Regions from separate parts of the Rattus norvegicus genome. Here region 1 is linked to region 2. A link is a contact called in public Hi-C data. All regions are on one chromosome and are shown on one strand. The core of a region is the stretch at or near the end of the contact, and the rest is flanking DNA. Distances in the headings are between cores, read along the strand shown.

Region 1 (3,507 bases), core at 893-3,392, 230 kb before region 2:
TATTCCCTGGCTCCTTCAGAGACCATGTAAAAGCAACAAAACCTAACTTAAAAAAAAGAAAATTCTTCTTCTAAGATCACCTACAAAACTAATTCTGACAATTACTTATGATTAAAACTACCTACATATAAAATATTATAACTAAAAATCATAGAGATCACCATGAAAAAAAAATCTTTAAACTGTCACATACCCACACACAAAGTTATCATTTATACCAAGTTAACTAGTTTTGCTACACACACACACACACACACACACACACACACACACACACACACACACACACGAGCGTGCAATTTTATCAACAAGCCAAGATCCAGTGTCCCAACCTGCTTAATTTGGTCAGAAACACGATACAAATCTATTATCATTCTAAAATCCTTAAACTGAAAGCTGCAAGATCATATTAAAGAGTCAGCTGTTTTAATTCTTTCCAAGTTTTCTACACTTAACTCGGCCCTTTCCATCCAAGGTAAAACCGAGTTGAGTTAATCTTTCTGGATCTTTCCTCTGGCTGTCAGAGAAGCAGGGCTAGCGCATAAATCTGACTTATGACACACATGGTGAAAATCATTACTTAGACAACAATATACATACTTTGGTCCCAAAAGAGTGTATTCTTTTTTTTCAGTGTTTATTAAGTACACTGTTTCTGCTCTCTACACTGCCATTACCAAGGGTAGCTCCTTCTACCATAACAAGGCTTGCTGAATAGCCTCGATCTGAAGGACCAAGTAACAGTACGTTAGCACATACTCTTCCACTGTTCTAAGTTCCTCTACTGTATTTGCTTATCAGACTTCACGATCACCCCATAAGAAATGTTCCATCGTTATTTCTCCTTTTACAGATGACAGAAACTGAGAAACAGAAAATTAAGTAGTCTGAAGTCTCACGGCAAGTTTGGCAAAAGGCTGGAGAACGGAGTATGTATGGGGCTTACAACAGCTACTTGTAACAGCAAGGTATTTTCTAGTACAAGGCTCTCGCGCTCTCTCTCTCTCTCTCTCTCTCTCACACACACACACACACACACACACACACACACACACACACACACACACACACACCCATGGTCCACATGGCAACACTGGAACATCATCAACCTTCCTTCTCCCAACTACCACGCCCCAGTTCTCTTCACATTTACACGTTCTCCTGATGCATTCGAGGGAAGGAAGAAGTTAATTAACTTTGACAAATAAGCAAACTCGCCTTCTCTGGCCTGGAAGGAAGAGAGTAAAGAACCTGACTGGCCTTTCCAGGAAGCCCAAGAGCCGGGATGGGAAGGTCGGGTCTCGGGGTTACCTTGTACCGAAGCGCCTGGTGAATATCCGCAGCCAGCTGTCCTCGCCACCACTGCCCCTCCAGCTCCATGGAAGCCGGAGGCGCGCCCAGCCAGACGCCGCAACTTCAGTCTGGAAGACACGCCCCAGACGCGGTCACCGCCAGCAACTCTCCCCGTGTCCCCCCACGACCCTCCGCGCGCCCCCTCCTCCAGGGATGTGATCTCAGGTCACCCCGCGCGGCTGCTCATCTTCACCTGACCCGACCCCAAGCCATCCTCCAAGGCCAGTAAGGCCCGATCTACCCAGTTGGGAAGCTCCGGCTTAGTCTGCAATCGTCCGCTGCACGAGCTACAGAAAAGTGCGAGCTCGGAAAGCTCAGGGCCCGACGGCCCGCTTCGCGCTCTCTGAGTCCTGGGTTCGAACTCAGTCGCCCGCACATAGGCGCAGGAGCCCTGACTCTGTCGGGACGCCGCCGGAATGGAGGGTGACCAGGGCGCGAGGCCAGGTCCGCGCCGACAGCCCGGCACGCTCCACCACCCTGGGGATCTGAGGTGCGCCCGCCGCGGCGCGGCCCGGGAGCAACGAACAAAAGGCCGGGCGGGCCGGCAGCCGTGCTGCGCGCCTCGGAGCCTCCTCTCGCTTCGCTGCCCTCCCGCAGGCCTGCCCGGCCCACGCGGGTTCTTACCCGGAACCGCGGCCCTCACAGCCCCAGCCGGGCCGGCGTTCGCGGGGCGCCGGCAGCGTTCATGCCGCGGACAGTCGGCCGCGAAGCCCCCACCTCAGCTTGGGCCCAGCACCCGGGCGCTCGCGCCGCCCATTGTTAAAGGACCGGCAGGCGGCTCGCTGTACAAAGCCAGCGCCGGGGCACGGGCCGCCCGGCGCTGCCAATCCGCTCTCGCGATACAGCGGGGTCGCGCCGCGCCATCCAATCGGCGGCCGGGCCGAGCCAGGTGCGAGTCCGTCTCCACAGCCCCCGCCTAGTGTCGGGCCGTCTCGCTCTGCAACCCAGGCTGTCTGTCGGCGCCCGAGGGCTGCTCACCTGCAGAGAATCTCCGATCGGTCCCGGGTGCGGGCAGAGAAAGTTGCGGTGCCTCAGCCCTGCGATTAAAACTGGGCGGCGCGGGTGTGGCCCGCTGTCTCACTTCCAAGGGGCTGCTCTCCCGGACCCCCCAACCCCAACCCCAAACCTTCCAAATGGCTTTAGCTCTTACCAGTCCCTAAAGCGCTTTGGTTGTCAAGTTCTACTTCAGTTTCCCCTCTAAACCCAGTACTCTTTGAGCTCTTCTAACTCAGCTTTTCTTGTTGCTTTCGCTTCAGCGATTCACGACTGGAATTAACATCTTTAGCAACCTGGCTTGTCAAATCCATAATGGATGTAATTGGCCATCTGTGGTGGTCAATGAAGAAACCCTAAACGGTGGGAACAACACTCACTCAATAGAGGTGATGCTGGAATTGGTGTGTGAGTAACAGAAACCCCATCAATTATATTTGAAAGTGGACCACCATAAAAGAAGTAGACGGGTCCACAGATATAGAGCGACTCTTTTTCAATATTTAAACATAAATCATGAGACCTCACCCCTTACTTTGAATATTTTGTTAAGAAAGAGGAAGAGTGACAAAGGGCTACTACAAAAAGATGAGTGCACACGGCGGGGAGCCTGACTTATCACACCGGTGTTTGCATACATCCCGGAAGGACTGCTGCAGACCCCGGTGTGACAATGTTACACAATGCCCGGGGAAAGCAGGGATTCAGGAACTGATGGGAAGAAAATGGAAGCGTACACGTGAAAGTTGGCAGAACCCAGCCTAGCCTGGTGCAGTTGGGGAAGAGGCTACTGGCAGAGGAGAAGGACGTTATCTGACTAAAATTTTCATGTCGTTTATGGTATTTAAATAGTACCCAAGTCCTCGGTTTCCAATTCATGACTAGTAAGCAGCTTTATGGCGATAATTTGGCTTCCAAATGACTTAAGAGTCCAGGCCTTCTTAAGAACCTTTTCGGAAAAGTGGGTCACAGACTGTAATCGTCTGTGTGATCCTGTAATAAGCAGGTTGTCCTACAGTCTCTACTTTGAAGACGTTTGCCGGGAGATACTGGTTTAGAAAGCATGTATTATTCTAGACTTAGATGGCTCATAATAAGATGCCAATATTCATTCTTGTTCATGCCTGTGTATGTCTCTGGTGGTCTTAGAGTCCTAAAAGG
Region 2 (3,447 bases), core at 696-3,195:
ATCAGGTAAAAATGATTGAGGCTATTTAGAGCATGGAGATATATTTAAGTGATGAACTCCAAGGCATCATAAAACTTGAGGTCCTCTTGGAAAATATTCAGATGTCAAGTGTCCCAAATCTTATCTGCCCAGAAGATTCACCGGAAAGAGAGGCATCTGCAATCAGTTTTCAGGAGTGGACTGGGGCTTAGTTAGGTGACCCCTGGCCAATTCCCCCCAAACAATTAAAATAACCCAGATGTAGGGATTGTGACTCACAGGGAGATGACTAGCAGGTGAGTTTTGATCAAATGCAATTGCCCATTTCAATAGCTACTAGTCACCCAAGGTTATCTAACCTCGAATGACAGTTTTAAAATTAAATATTTAACAGCTCAAAGCACATTGCCTGCCTATCATGTGTGTGACAGCCACACATGTCTGTGTCTCAGATTAGTGGAAATACGGAATGTTTGTTTGTGCTATTGGACGACCAGAAGGGCCACGACACTCCTGAGAAGAGCAAACACATTCTAGAGAGTGCCACAAAACTTAATGGTAAAATGGTAAAAACAAACAAACAAACAAACAAACAAAAACAAAACAAAACAAAACAAAACAAAAAACCAGCAATAAGTTTTCTTCTTGGTTCCTTGGCTATTTCCACCTCTGAGTCTTGACTTTTGCCTCAGAAAATGTAACTTCCTCTAAGTCCTCAAATTCTTTCCCATCCTGTTTTCTTGTACTGAACCTCTCCCCTTACTACTTTCTAGCAACAAATGTACAGATCACCTTTATTGATATGATCCACTATGCCGGCACGCGTAAGAGACGTGACTTTCTATGTGTTTTTCTCCTTGAAATCACGGTCTTTCCACAAAAAGGGTCTCTTACCTTGGGAAGACCGATTGAAAGACACAAGCATTTTTTTTTTAAATAACATTTAAGTTGATAGAGTGTTTGCCAGGTGTGCATGAAGCCAAGGCCGTGAGTTTGACCTCCAAGATGTTGTGATGGCCTATATGATTGAAATTCTAGACCCAGGAAGATCAGAAAATCATTCTTGGCAACATCTTGAGTCTGAGGTTCAGCCTGGGCTACATGAAACTGTCATGGAGTTGAAATAAGCATTGTTTTACTGTGCTTTTTAAAAATACCATAGTATTACAGTGGAGAGATTTTTTTAAACTTTCTTTTAGATTTTATACATAGGAGTGTTTTGCCTGCATGTGTCTGTGTACCTGTCTGTGAGTGTCTGATGCCGCCTACTGAGGCCAGAGATGGCACAGGCAATGGATCCCTTGGAAATGGAGTTGCAGAAAGTTGTGAGACACCCTGTGGGTTCTGGGAGGCGAACCCCAGTTCTTGGACAGAACAAATATTCTTAACAGCTGAGCCATCTCTCAAGCCTCTATCATGGGGACTTTGTTCATTTGTCTTTGTTTTAGGGAACAGTCTCTCACTCAGTAGCCGAGGTTGGCCCAAACTCGTGATCCTGCTTGAGTCTAGGGAGTAACGAGGGCGATCCGGTACTCAGTTTCCCGGCACGCGTAAGAGATGTGACTTTCTATGTGTTTTTCTCCTTGAAATCACGGTCTTTCCACAGAAAGGGTCTCTTACCTTGGGAAGACCGATCAAAAGACACAAGTAATTCCAGTTCTTGCCTCTGGGTCTTCCCCTCAGCAAAGACTTCACTCAATTCCTCCAGGTCCGTAAAGGGCACCAACCTGATGCCAGCTGCCATCTAGCGGCAGAATAGGGCAAAGACGCCTTAGCCCCAGGGGCTCCCAGCGGTTGCCAGGTAACGGGAGCGGCGCGCCGCTAAGGAGGAGAGCGCAGCAAGAAGGACGCGCCGGGTCGTAACAACACGGTCTTCCATTGGCTGAAGAGCACACGGCTCCCGCTTGAGCCAATGCACAGATGGAAGCTGATGACGTCATCTCCGACTCCTCACCCCTGGGCTCTAGGATCTATCTGGAGACTCGGGCTCCTGTCGCACCCCTCTGCGGCCCGGCTGCCTTATGTGCACTCCGCAGCTGCTGCTGCTGCTGCTGCTGCTGCTGCTAGTGGGCCTGATGCTTTCTGACGCCGCCCGGCCGCAGCCCTCCTCCACAGCCCGGGCTCTGCCTACCTCCTGGGTCCTGGGGCCAGTGACGCCCGAAGTACCAACTACAGCGCCTCCAGACTTGTCTGAGAGTCCTACCCCCTGGACACTATCGATGCCCGAGAACGCGACCACCGACCCCTTCCCAGGTGATGCGGCGGGATACGGGATGGAAATACTGACTTCTCGGATCTAAAATTGTGTAGACAATATTGCTTCGCTACGTAGCTTGCAATGGGGCTATCCGCGAGGGAAAACTTTGGGGAGCTTCACCTCGCTTTGCCTCTTTCACTTATAGCCTTATCGATCTGTGTCTGTGACTTGACTCCTGGTACCTGCGATTTAAACTGCTGCTGCGATAAGGACTGCGATCTTCTCCATCCCAGAACAGTCTTTTCCTTCTGCCTTCCTGGTAGTGTAAGGTGAGCTGTGCTCTGGCTGAGAAGTAAGAGTGAGTTTCCTACCCCCAGATCCCCGCGTAAAATATTCCCTTGGGCTTTCCCGGGAGTGCTGAGCCATCCAGTAAAACATTACCCGGAATGTTGTACCTCTGCCCACAGACCCCCTTAGTGGCCTCAGACATTGGTAGGGTAGGGCCCCTTCCCTAACCGTACTCCACGCCCCTCCTCAGTATCTTCAACTTTCCTCACAGATCTTCAAGTTGGGTATGTGTGGACAACTCCCTGGTCTTCAGGAGCAACTCCCCATTTCCTTCCAGAGTTTTCACGGACTCCAGTGGAATCACACAATTTTGCGTCCGTGTGAACAACTGTGAGTAGAAACAAGTTTGGCCGCTCTTGTCATTTAACGTTTATTACGACGTGACTCTGTCTTTGGAGTTCTCCTGTCCTCCAAATCCCTATGTTACGACTACCCTCTTCCTTTCATTAGTAATTTCAGAAACCTCCAGTGACTCTCCACCACCTTTAAAATACTGCTCAGCAACTCTAGCCTGGCAATCAGCATTGATTGATTGATCGATGGATGATTGATTGATTGATTGATTGATTTCTCTTGCAAGCTTTTCTCTAATGATTTTATACTGCTCTTTTCTTTTGGACAAATTCATGTTCCTTGTCCTTAAGCTATGCCTTAAATTTCTCCTAAATTTCTTTCTTCTTACATTGGGAACATCTTACCTCTCCTAAGAATCTAATGTCATCTGCCCAAGTGAGCCCGTCCTGGGAAGTTGGAAGTTCTGAGACAGTCCTTTAGAATTTGCAGAGTTCTTTGTATGGTTGTAAGTTTATGTGAATATTATGACTTCCTCCAGATATCAAACTATCAGCCCCTTAAAAGGACAAGCTGTGGGAGTAGAGAAATGGCTTAGCACTTAAGAGCACTGGCTGTTCTTCCAGAGGACC

Evidence for each region. A called contact is a pair of places that touch in the nucleus more often than the background predicts.
Region 1: a contact with region 2 is called in a Hi-C map of the A7r5 cell line, with 2.7 times the contacts expected there. The contact joins the promoter of Ccnj here to the promoter of Tctn3 in region 2. A contact is called at or near these places in 5 of 12 Hi-C or Micro-C datasets (the A7r5 cell line, Schwann cells, frontal cortex and 2 more).

The regions. Positions count from the first base shown.
Region 1 is chr1:249,607,626-249,611,132 of GRCr8, reverse strand. It overlaps Ccnj (cyclin J), which reads right to left and starts at 2,142. Exons shown (of 6, transcript NM_001106369.1): 1 at 1,978-2,142; 2 at 1,312-1,421. The coding sequence starts at 1,380. It overlaps Cc2d2b (coiled-coil and C2 domain containing 2B), which reads right to left. Exons shown (of 34, transcript XM_063280394.1): 34 at 2,239-3,507.
Region 2 is chr1:249,373,196-249,376,642 of GRCr8, reverse strand. It overlaps Tctn3 (tectonic family member 3), which reads left to right and starts at 1,945. Exons shown (of 14, transcript NM_001401840.1): 1 at 1,945-2,232; 2 at 2,382-2,505; 3 at 2,736-2,854. The coding sequence starts at 2,001. It also overlaps a transcript of Entpd1 not described here.